4 separate regions of the Mus musculus genome follow, and regions 1, 3 and 4 are each linked to region 2. A link is a contact called in public HiCAR-type, HiChIP or PLAC-seq and promoter capture Hi-C data. All regions are on one chromosome and are shown on one strand. Each heading gives the region's core, a stretch centred on a gene start, on an enhancer-like site or on the middle of the called end of the contact. The rest is flanking DNA. Distances are from core to core; before and after follow the strand shown. Region 1 overlaps Alpk1 (alpha-kinase 1). Region 2 holds the start of Pitx2 (paired-like homeodomain transcription factor 2). Region 3 holds the start of Tifa (TRAF-interacting protein with forkhead-associated domain). Region 4 overlaps 9830132P13Rik (RIKEN cDNA 9830132P13 gene).

Region 1 (2,700 bases), core at 62-2,561, 1.5 Mb after region 2:
AATCTTCTGTGTATCGAAATCTCTTTGTGGAGTTTAATTCCTTCACCACCTGACTCGGCTTCCTAGCCATGAAGTTCCCTTTGTGCCTAAAACTCAATTAGAATCCCGTATTTCCCATCCCACAAACAATTGTGGCAACACAACTCTATGTTTGTGGGCTGTCGGCACGTGTAGCTTTGTGTGCGCAAGTGTGCGCCTGTCCCCTTAGGAATCTAGTAAAGTCTCTTCACCGTCTCTAAGTACCGTATTTAAACATGGTCACTCAGCAAGAAGAATACAGTAACTGTCTGTTCTGTCCCTGAAGACAGCCTCTGAGGAAAGATAAAGGGGTAGGATTCATTTGTTTCTGAGCATGAGATTGCTGGGGTCACAGCAACACAGAAATTCTGTTGCTATGGCATATGATCATAATTTTGAGTCCCTAGAGATGGCAAGTCAGTCATGGGTCTAAGAACCCAAACTACCACCACCACCATAACAACAAAGATTCATATGTGTGAACCAATATCCATTTCAAAAGCACTACTCTATTGTAAGCCATTAGAGGAGGGGATTGTGTGTGTGTGTGTGTGTGTGTGTGTGTGTGTGTTTCTTTCTTTTTTGGAGGGGGGGTTGGGGAGGGCCAGGGGTTCCCTTTCATTTTAATCTAATTGTGCACAGCCCAGGCACATTTTGCCACGCAGGGAGATTCCTTAGTGTCCCTTCCCTACCACACACTCCTGCGTCTTTCATCCTCCCCTTCTCATGTCAGAGCATACCCCTCACCCTCCTCCCTGCAGCCTAGCCTGTGGGGAGATTCCCAGAAGGCTGATGTATTCTGCCTCGCTGCTGAGGAATGTACTGTCCCCTCACTTGGCAACAAATGAAAGTGGGTATTAATTTCTCGAGAAACAGAGAACCGGAGAGCCGCGCTGCAAGAACCACACCACCCAAATCTGCACGTAGGACGCAGCACGCTGCCACTTCAAAGGAGAGAGGCTGAGAAAAAGAGAGCGAAGAGGAGAGTCTCCTGACTTGACGTCCTTGTACTTTGCTTCATAGGTTTTGGATAGAGATGCGAGAGGTTCGGGCCCCCGAACGGAGCTAAATTATGCAGCTGCGGGGACGCCAGGGCCTCCAGAATAGGATGCTTCGTTTAGATTTTGCACAATGCTATTGAAGTGCTTATTTTCCTCCTGAAGAGACACAAACAGATGCAAACTTCTGTAAACACTTTAGAAATGAATTCAGTGAGTTTGGCCTCTCAGCAGTGCTCAATAGCTGACAGAAAAATGTCTAATTAGTGCAAGTGGAAATAATAGGGCCACTTGGATTCCTTCCATCGTTCTCCAAGTCTCCTTCTCCAAGAAACTCAAAGGCCCTTTTGTCTGGCAGGTCACCCTCTCTCGGGCTTTTGTGCTCCGATCTATTAAGAGTAGAAGGGGAGAAAATAGATTAGGCAATGTTCCCTGCTCAAATATATGGCGCGTTCGGGAGGGATGCAGAATGTGCCTACAGGTGCTGGGGGAGGGGTTTCCTGGGTTAGTGACAGCAAAAAGTAACGCGCACGCGCAGGAGAGTGCTGGGAGGGTCCCTTCGAAGAACTAGCTTCCTACGTGCTCCAGGAACACAGGCTGCACAGCTTCCTTTTGCTTTCCCAGTCTCAGAGAGGTTAGTCCTCAGGGTCGGTGAAGGGACGAAAAGATGAAAAAGACGTGTGAGGTTTCACCATGTTCCTGGAGAAAATTTATAGATTCAATTTGTCATTTCTGTTTAAAGTATTGAAACTCCACTGCAGCTTACGCGGGGGCGTAGGGGTGGAGTTTCCATGGGTTTATATTTTGCTACACAAGAGTGTGGCGCTGAGAGACAGATATGGTTGGTTGGTTGGTTGGTTGGTTTTCCCTCATGGTGTCTGTCGCCTCGTTTATTAAGCAGCCCCACCATACTGAACACCGAGGGGGAGTTTTCAATAATTCTGAAACCGCACTGCAAATAGCAATGATTCAAGACTAGATCAGGTTGGGGAGATTACATCATTTGCTAGGGCAACCCACAAGGAGCTAGGATACAGAGGAAAGTAGAGAGACACCTCTTTTGGTGCAGGGCTCACCTTTCATGCACGAGGCCCTACATTTCATTCCCAACACCACCACAAACAAATGAGCCACAGACAGCTGTGGCTTCATCTCAGGAATTACTTTTTTTGTTTTGTTTTGTTTTGTTTGTTTTTCGAGACAGGGTTTCTCTGTGTAGCCCTGGCTGTCTCGGAACTCACTCTGTAGCCCAGGCTGGCCTGGAACTCAGAAATCCACCTGCCTCTGCCTCCAAAGTGCTGGGATTAAAGGTGTGCGCCACCACTGCCCGGTTTAGGAATTACATTTTTTAACCTTTGATTGAAATGATTTTTTTACATCTTGCATTTGCATACCTAATTTTTACTCCACTCTCTGGAATATTCTCAAACAAAGCTGTGATAACTGCCTGTCCTTTGGGGATTACTTTCTGTAGATTATATAGAATGTGCTTCTTTCACAACTGGTAGCTTCAATTCGTGTTAGTCTTGTAAATTTTACCTTATCTCGTGGTGGGTGCTTTGTGGATTTCTTGACTTTTGTCCTGTGATGCAGCTTAGCTCTCGTGAAGCTAGTTTATAAACATCCAGACTCTGACGTCATCTCCAAAGCCAGCCCTTCCAGAACACGCTGTCCCATGCTCTGT
Region 2 (2,700 bases), core at 146-2,645:
GCAAAGCAAAACATTCCATAAGTGAAGTAGCTACTTTGTTTTGAAACTAAACTTTGATTATTGGAATACTGTGCTCATTTTCAACGCCCCCCAAACAACAACAACAACAACAACAACAACAACAACAACAAGTCCTCAATTCACTTCAGTAACAATCTTTGTTTCTGTGAAATTATTGGTTTTAGGTGGAGTCTCCTCTAAATGATACTGCATGAGAATAAAATATCTTTAATTGTAACTAATGGTCTGAAAAGGATGCAGAGATCTCTTAAAAATCAAATTACTTGTTCGTTAAATCGTTTAGAATGTATGAATGCATATTATTGTAATTCATAATAGTAAAAGACTCTCTCCCCATTTTAATTTACCTCAAAAAAATACGGTAGTCCTACAAAATAGAATAAAAACAAAAATATCCCAGCCTCCTAGGATAGTTTGATTTCTAAATTGTTTAGGGAAGGTGATTTAATTGGAATAAAAGGACTGTATTTCGCTGGTTTGGAATCGCATGTTTTTACTTAGTTACCAGTTGCAAAATAGTGGCCTCTCCGCATCCGTTTAAAATGCATCTCCCTCAGTACAAGATTGGAGTTGACTGATGATCAATTTAAAGGATTTATAATCCGAAGTAATTGTGCGGGTTGGCATCTAGGCCTGGCTCTCAGGTAATTCGCTTGGGCCTGAGAGGTCACTAACCGCCGGTTAAGATGGAATCTCCTTTTTTTTCCAATGGGTAATGATGGGAAGGGGCTAATCTATTCCAGTAGCTGAAACTTTGTAGCTGGCCCTTTATCTTGACTGGGCTAATCCTCAGCTGGAGGATTTCTCCCTACCCTGTTGGCATCGAAATTTCAGGGAAGATGCCTCGTTTTAACTGCCAGCCATGCCTGGCTTCCAGTCGACTTCAACGCCGGGTAGGACTGTTCTAGTGTCTGCGATTGAGGGCGAACGGAACAGGGGCTCTGTAAGATCTGTTTGCCAACTGCGCTGAATCTGGAGAAACAAGCCCGGCGAGCCACAAATCATACACGGCGGAGGTTCTCCAGAGTGGAACAAATTTCCAGACTCGCATTATCTCACAGCTCTGTGGGAGAGAGGGCCTCCACTTACCGGCTACCGGAGAGAGAACGGCTGTCTCCCCGTCCCACCGCTTCCCAGGGTGACTGCCAGGCGGCCGAGGCTCGGGCTGCACAGCCAGCGCCGTGGAGCGGGTCTGGGTGGAACTGCGGGGATCTTGAGGGTGCCAAGTTCCGAGAGGGTCCACGCGGGGGGCTGCTAAAGCTAGCGGGCGCCGGCAGTTTCTGTCTGCTGCTCTCCGGCTTTCTCTCTCGGTCTCGCACTCTCTCTCCCCTCCCTCGCTCTCATCCCTCTCTCTTCCCTCCGCTCCGACTCCGTGTGCGGAGTGTCGTGACGTCAGCAGAGATTCCACCAAACTCCAGTGCACAGTGGCGCGCGGGCGGGCGGCCGAGCCTGCTGTACGCTGGGCGATCAAGGGGCGAGCACAGCCTTGGGCCACTGCGGGGGTGGGGGAGCGTGCAGGGGCGATCGAGGGGACAGGGGACCACTAGGGCTGAGAAGTGAGGCCCAGGGGCCCAGGAGACTGCGGTCCCGGACAGAACCCAGGAGGGAGGAGCGGAGGATCAGGGGCCGGAGGCAACTACCGACCGACAGGAGCTGACCAGTGGCAGGAGCTAGCACTCAAGCTGGGGAGCAGGATGGTGGGGATGGTAGGAAAGGGACAAGGATGGAATGGACGGAGAAAAAACGGTTGTGCGTCAAACCCCTTCTAAATCTGAGTGGGAGGGCCAGAGCCTGGGGAGACAGAAACCTATTCGCGCGGAGCAAAGTCTGGGTGGCTTACGAGGAAGGGACTAGCAAAGTGGCCCATGAAATGAAACAAAGGGCAGTGTGGCTTGGTTTGATCCGGGTGAGGCTTTCGAAGTGTGGATGTGAGTGTGCGCGCGCGTGACCTCCTTTCAGGCCCGCGGAGTAGAGGAAAGCTGGTTACTGTACTGATTGTCTACAGGGGCAGTGGGAGGGAATTGAGGGATCCACAGAGGGCAGCACTGAAGGTGGGTGGATGGATGGGGTGGCAAAGAGAAGATGATGACTGGGAGAAGTTAGAAAAATAGGGTGAGCTAGCGGCAGAAGGTGGGAGAGCCACAGCCGATAGGTGTGTGTGGGGGGGATGAAAGAAGGGAGGGAAGGAGAGAGAAAGAAAGAAAGAAAAAGGGGTAAGGAAGGGAGAGAGGGAGGGAGAGAGGGAGGGAGGGAGAGAGGGAGGGGGAGGAGGAGGAGGAGGAGGAGGAGGAGGAGGAGGAGGAGGAGGAGGAGGAGGAGGAGGAGGAGGAGGAGGGAGATATTACCAGACGATGACCGGAGGGAGGCCTGAACTACAGTAAGGCAAGGGCTAGGTCACGGTGGTGTCTGAGGTCAAGACGGGTGGATCAGAGTGGAAGAGCGCAGGTAGACAGGGCCACACACCGGCCAGTGTGTCGGCATGGGATCTCTTGCTCAAGTCTGGGACTCTCAGAGTCTAGAATTTCCTCTGCTGTACCTACACTCAACAAGTTCACCCCGGGTCGCGGATATCTCATTTTTTAAAATGACGAGGTTAAGGTTCCTGACTGAGAGTGGTATTAAATTGCACCGGGATGGGGGTGGGGAAGGAGAAGGAAGTTCCCCCCCATATGAGCGAAT
Region 3 (2,700 bases), core at 174-2,673, 1.4 Mb after region 2:
AGCTACGCAGAGATGTTTTTACTAAAATGAGCCAGGTGTCCAAACGGTTTAAAGGGAAGTTTGCACGGCTCCCCTGGGTAGGGGTCACGCATGCCATCAAGGTTTCTCACGTTTTTAGAATTTGCTGTAAATGGAGGTTCCTCTGAGTCGATATGCTAGCGATTGTGATTACAAGAAGGGAGTTTTTATTTTTGCAAAAAAGCTTCTCTTCTTGACAAACACCCGACACCGAGCTGGCAGAAGGGGAAGAGAAACTTGGAAGAAACAAAAGATAATTTTACTCTCTTGCCCAACTCCCTCAGTTGCCATGGCCCCACCGGGTGTCTTAGAAGACATTTGTCCGCGAATTTTACACCAAAGCAGACCTGCACTGCCGACTCAGCAGCCTTTCTGGTTCCCAATCTTTCAGAGAGAGTGGGGGCAACCAAGTACGGAGAGGAGAGCGTCAGGCAAGCTCAGCGCTTTCCAGCGTTGGCGATTCTCGCTCTGCCCACCCTCCACTTCTTATCCCCACCCCGGCCCCACTCCCCTCCCTGGCCGCGGACCCCCCACGGAGCCTCTCCCAGCAACCGGATGCGAATCCTCTGGGAAAATTGGAAAATCCCGGATCACAACGACGCTGGGCTTTCCTGTGACCCGGCTACGGCCGGGAGGTGGGTCTGGAAGAGGCTTGTGCACTCCGGACTGGGATATTTCCCAAGTTCAATAACAGCATGTGACGGCGGGGGACCGGGATGTCGGCTAGTGAGCCAGAATGCACAAGCGGCATCCTTCTAGTTTCCGATTGGATGAAAAGTTTGCAAGAATAGGAGAGGAAAGACATACACACACACCGCTCCCCTCCCCCAGTATTGTTCGGTTCCTCCCTTATTTTATAAAGATCACGTATTTCATAAGCTTAAGATCGCGCTGGCTATATATTTTTTCAACCTTTCCTTAGTATATAGTGCAAGACTGCCTGTAAACCAAGCCAAGGAGAGAGAGAGCGAGAGCGAGGGAGAGGGAGAGGGAGGGAGGGAGGGAGGGAGGGAGAGAGAGAGAGAGAGAGAGAGAGAGAGAGAGAGAGAGAAGCAGGCAAGCGACAGTCCCCCACTCTCAAGCTAAACAGGTGACCAATAGGTACCTGGGGACTTGGAGGTCCGTGAGTCTTGCGGAGCCTTCTGGTGGAAGCCTGGGGATAGGGGTGGGGGTGGGGGACCGTCGCTGCCAGCGCCGTGGGAGCTCGAGGAATCCGCAGGTCGCTGGTCCTCCCACGCCACCGAGCCTCCCACGGGCGCGCCAAGAGCGGCCTCGCGCGAGTGACCTCGGCAAAGCCCTTGCCGGGAGGAAAGCCCCGCAGAGCCAGGCAAGAGGCTGCCGCCGCCGTCCAGCCCTTTTCCACAGGAAGCCCTGCCCCCTGTCGCCTCTCTGAGGTCTCCTGACTGACCGGGTTTGAGTCGCCGGGCACCCGGGGCGACCGCACCTTCTCCAACAAGAGGCAGCTCTAGATGGCATGTGACCCGGGAGCTGGGCTTTGAGAAGAAAGGAACTGGGTCGGTTCCAGATTAAGAGCTGCTGTGGGGTGGTGGACCAGCAGGCAGTTGGAGGACTCGTTGGGGACCCTAAGAATGTGCGCCTGATCTCGGGCCTTGGGAGGCAGTGGCTACTCTCTGCTCAACCCGAGGCGTGGGGAGCGGATGAGAGTCCAGCCAGACAGGATTGGAACCTTCCTCGGGATGCTGCCACCCTGCGCACAAGCCGTCCAGAAGCCTCCTCACCTGTCACTTCCGGCTAACCAACCTTTCTTCGCCCAACACCTAGTGCTGAGTGGTGACAGGGGCAACAGCCTCGTGAGGGTCTTTCAGAGGACCGACTGGATACCCGGACACTAATTTCCGAAGTTCAAGGAGGTTGGGATGGAAATACAGAAGGCAGCTGTGGAGAGAGGTAGGAGAGGGCTTCTATTTAGGGAGAAGAGCGATGGAGAGCAGAGCGAAGAGAACCAGAGTGACTGTAGAAGTTGCCAAGGATGTTCTAGTTGTCCGTTCCGTCGTCCCCTCTGCTTGGGAACCTGAATAGCAATTCCCACAGTCTTTCCATGGAAACTGTTTATTTGTCTGGACTCTGTCCTTAATGTCAGGGGAGGTAGGTCTTTTTCTGGGACAATAAAATGATGTGGCTTCTGCACTGTTGTCAGTCTACTGGAGGGCCTCCCCCCCCCCCCCAATTCTGCTGGGAAGCCTCGGCTGGGAAAGGACTTAAGTACATTTAAGTGAGGCAGATTCCAGTAAGGGATGTAATTTCGTTGGTTAATGATCAACGTTTATTATTCCTTCTTGGAAGAAGAGACAGCCACGGAATCTTCTTTCGATTGAGCTGTATCAAAGCAGGTACAAGATAAGACATTGCCAAGTGATTGTGCCAAATAAACCCAGGCAATAAAGTAACATAAAAATCGGAGTTTCTGCTCTCAGATCTCTTTCTTGTTAACGGTTTTCTTTTTAGACAAGGTTTTGTCATGTAGCTCAGGCTAGCTTCCAAGTCAAGACCCTTCTGCCTCCTGTGAATCCTAGCGTCATGATTGTGCTCCATCTGAACTCTTTAATCTTCAAAGCTGAGTTGAAGAACATGTGAAAAAAATGTGACGAATAAGGGAGTAATAAAGTGATGGACATGGTCAAAGTGCATTAACACAAGTAGAGAAATAACATAGAAACCTTC
Region 4 (2,700 bases), core at 122-2,621, 1.3 Mb after region 2:
TGCAGCCAAGATTTAAACTTATCTGTGTGTTCTGTGTGAGGGTGGACCATGGAACTAGGAAGGGGGCCAGGCGAGGGAAAGTAGAGATGTTAGGGGATTTCAAACATACAGGGAAGACAACTGAGTGTATGTGGCACGAAGCAAAAGTGGGGATGTCTAGGGGAAGGGAAGGAACCTGCTAGAGGGAGAAAGGGGTGTGTGTGTGTGTGTGTGTGTGTTTGTGTGTGTGTGTGTATGACTGGAGGGGAAGAGGATAATTAGAGCATAAATATAATGATGCATGGATGTAAACATGGCATAATTAAAGTCCATCACCTCATATGCTTACTTAGAAAGTTATTTTTTACTTAAAAAGTGATAGTAGTCAAAGAGAAATGTCTAAATAAATTTAGTAGAGAAGATGGAGTAGGACTAATTAAGCCAGCAACAATATATCAGTGTCCACTAGCAGGTACTATGCAGAACCAATTTGCTGTCTAGAGGCCCCAGGCCACGTTATACCCACGGGAGTGTCCATAGTAAGATGAGGTGAAGCTCAAGTTGAAATCAGGACCAGGACTGTGCTGTGAAGCAGTCAGAAGTCCAGGCTCCCTCCTCCCCTTACCTCACCATCAAGGACCAGAAATGGATTCAGAGAATCACCAGTCTTCTGCAGCCGCAGCAGAAAGTCTGGGGGTGCCGAGAGCCCTAACTCGGAACGGTGTTTTCTACTCTGCCCTCAGAAGAGCGGCCTGACAGAGATGGTGTTAACATCTAGAAGGGTCAGCAAGAAGATCTAAGCAAATGTGGCACATGGCAGCTATGACAGGATTACTAAGAACAAATGAAATACTACTCCTGATAGGTGGTAGCATGGGGAACAGGGAGGTTCCACAGAGCCAAATGTCTCTGCAGAGTCACAGTAAGGCACACCCTGACGGTTGACTTGGCCAGATATGAACCTATCTATGTTCTGCAGTGAGGAAAGTGCCAAGACACAAGCATATACTATGTGCAACCAATCGTTTGGCTTTGGAAGTCCCCACCCCTTCAATGTGGATAAGAAACTAACCTGGACTGCATTCTCCAAAACACTTTCTTTTATGGGGTTTCGTTTTTGTTTTTGTTGTTGTTTTTGTTGGGGGTGGCGGGGAGTCTTAAATTCTGTCCCAACATGCATTCAGGATTTGGAAGGCAGAAGTGAGAGAAAGGTTTGCGGCTGTGGCTCTGGCTGTGGCTGTGGTTGTGGGAGAGGCTGCTGGCAATCAAGGTGTTAGATTGGTAGGAATGTTTGCAGGGAGTGGACTTGTACATTCCAATGTCTATTATGAACCCCTGGGCTGGGCGTGGAACGTTGCAGAGCTAAGAGCAGTGACCTCTGTGTCACATTACTGTGGCGTTGTTCAAATATTGCCCCACTGCACCGGCAGCAGCCGTTTGTTCTTCACCGACTTCTCTGTGTTTAGTCCCTAGAATGGCTATAATCCCATGGATTGAACAGAGACTTAAAAAACAAGCAAAAAATAAAAAAAGAGAGGCCCATTGGACTTGCAAACTTTATATGCCCCAGTACAGGGGAACGCCAGGGCCAAAAAGGGGCAGTGGTGGGTAGGGGATTGGGGGGTGGGTGGGTATGGGGGACCTTTGGGATAGCATTGAAAATGTAAACGAGGAAAATACCTAATAAAAAAAATAAAAAAAAAACAAGCAAAAAAAACCAAAAAACAAACAAAAACAAAAAACCAAAACAACAACAAAAGCCTAACTCTCAACTGATGTTGAGAAATAGAAGAATAAGCTCATTATTTAGACATCTAGAATGGCCCAGGATATGAGTTAGCAGAGGCCAGAAATCAGCCCCAGTGAGTGTGGCTCGTAGTAGGTTATTTCTCCATCAGTAGAATGAGCCATTTCAACCCAGATTAGATTAGATTAAGGGCAGGTTTATTGGGAAGCTGCTCTCAAGCAGGGGAATTCACTGACCCCAAGGAGGGAAACCAGGGAAGTCCCCATGGGGAAGGAAGGGGGCAGGAAAAAAGGGCTGTGTGCATGAATGCGCGAGGGGGGAGGAAGAGACTAAAATGTCTGGATTATATAGGGAAGAGCCTCTGAGAGAAGGAGAGCCCAGCCGTTAGACTGGAAAGTTCATTGTTGAGGCAGAGTATGCAAGGTGGGGACTGAGGGATGCTGGGATAGCCAGGAGGCCAGGTCTGTTTTAATATGTCAACAACTATGCACCTCAGTCCCTTGTCCTGGGTCTGAAACCCAACAGCTACCAAGCTTCTACTCAGGCTGCTCTAAGCATAATGTGGATCCGACCTCCTTCATTTAACACTGTTTTAAGATTAGTGACGGGCTGGTGAGATGGCTCAGTGGGTAAGAGCACTCGACTGCTCTTCCGAAGGTCCGAAGTTCAAATCCCAGCAACCACATGGTGGCTCACAACCACCTGTAATGAGATCTGATGCCCTCTTCTGGTGTGTCTGAAGACAGCAACAGTGTACTTACATATAATAAATAAATAAATCTTTAAAAAAAAAAAAAGATTAGTGACAACATACCACAGGGTTGCTTTCAACATGAGCATACACGTCAGTTCTCTTCCCTAAAAGGCTTCTTGTGTGTCAAGCTTATAGTCTTGAAGTGCCAACAGAAGCAGTATATCCAAGGTGTGGCAGGGTGTCTGACCATCTATTCTTCCATTGTGCTCTAAAAAACAAT

Evidence for each region. Promoter capture Hi-C pulls out the DNA fragments that hold promoters and counts their contacts. HiCAR-type assays count read pairs that join an accessible place to other places. HiChIP or PLAC-seq counts read pairs in DNA pulled down with a chosen protein or histone mark.
Region 1: a HiCAR-type map of astrocytes shows a contact between it and region 2, with 6 times the contacts expected there. The contact joins the enhancer-like site here to the promoter of Pitx2 in region 2. A contact is called at or near these places in 4 of 39 promoter capture datasets (embryonic stem cells, hippocampal neurons, liver and 1 more) and 3 of 115 datasets of contacts at active chromatin or transcription factors (astrocytes, embryonic forebrain and kidney).
Region 3: an H3K27ac HiChIP or PLAC-seq map of embryonic stem cells shows a contact between it and region 2, with 28 times the contacts expected there. The contact joins the promoter of Tifa here to the promoter of Pitx2 in region 2. A contact is called at or near these places in 13 of 39 promoter capture datasets (cranial neural crest, embryonic stem cells, frontonasal cranial neural crest and 6 more), 15 of 484 Hi-C or Micro-C datasets (LSK cells, embryonic stem cells, epiblasts and 1 more), 8 of 115 datasets of contacts at active chromatin or transcription factors (embryonic stem cells, forebrain, kidney and 1 more) and 1 of 9 other capture datasets (embryonic stem cells).
Region 4: a promoter capture Hi-C map of trophoblast stem cells shows a contact between it and region 2, with 18 times the contacts expected there. The contact joins the enhancer-like site here to the promoter of Pitx2 in region 2. A contact is called at or near these places in 5 of 39 promoter capture datasets (embryonic stem cells, hippocampal neurons, liver and 1 more), 4 of 115 datasets of contacts at active chromatin or transcription factors (embryonic forebrain, embryonic stem cells and stem cell-derived neural progenitor cells) and 1 of 9 other capture datasets (embryonic stem cells).

Annotation. Positions count from the first base shown.
Region 1 is chr3:127,704,457-127,707,156 of GRCm38.p6, reverse strand. All of the region lies in intron 3 of Alpk1 (alpha-kinase 1), which reads left to right. Among named protein-coding and RNA genes, the nearest start is that of Neurog2, 73 kb to the right of the region's middle. RefSeq lists an enhancer at 1-1,909. Within about 2 kb of position 1,311, at least 53 of the 459 cell types and tissues checked have an H3K27ac peak or open chromatin away from gene starts, as enhancers often do. A contact at or near this core is called in astrocytes, where this site is marked.
Region 2 is chr3:129,198,573-129,201,272 of GRCm38.p6, reverse strand. It overlaps Pitx2 (paired-like homeodomain transcription factor 2), which reads right to left and starts at 1,395. Exons shown (of 5, transcript NM_011098.4): 1 at 1,111-1,395. Gm40149 (a long non-coding RNA gene) reads left to right here and starts at 2,364. Exons shown (of 4, transcript XR_867634.2): 1 at 2,364-2,700.
Region 3 is chr3:127,788,595-127,791,294 of GRCm38.p6, reverse strand. It overlaps Tifa (TRAF-interacting protein with forkhead-associated domain), which reads right to left and starts at 1,423. Exons shown (of 3, transcript NM_145133.4): 1 at 1,124-1,423.
Region 4 is chr3:127,928,707-127,931,406 of GRCm38.p6, reverse strand. 9830132P13Rik (RIKEN cDNA 9830132P13 gene) reads right to left here. Exons shown (of 5, transcript NR_040552.1): 3 at 2,541-2,688. Among named protein-coding and RNA genes, the nearest start is that of 9830132P13Rik, 14 kb to the right of the region's middle. Within about 2 kb of position 1,371, at least 83 of the 459 cell types and tissues checked have an H3K27ac peak or open chromatin away from gene starts, as enhancers often do. A contact at or near this core is called in trophoblast stem cells, where this site is marked.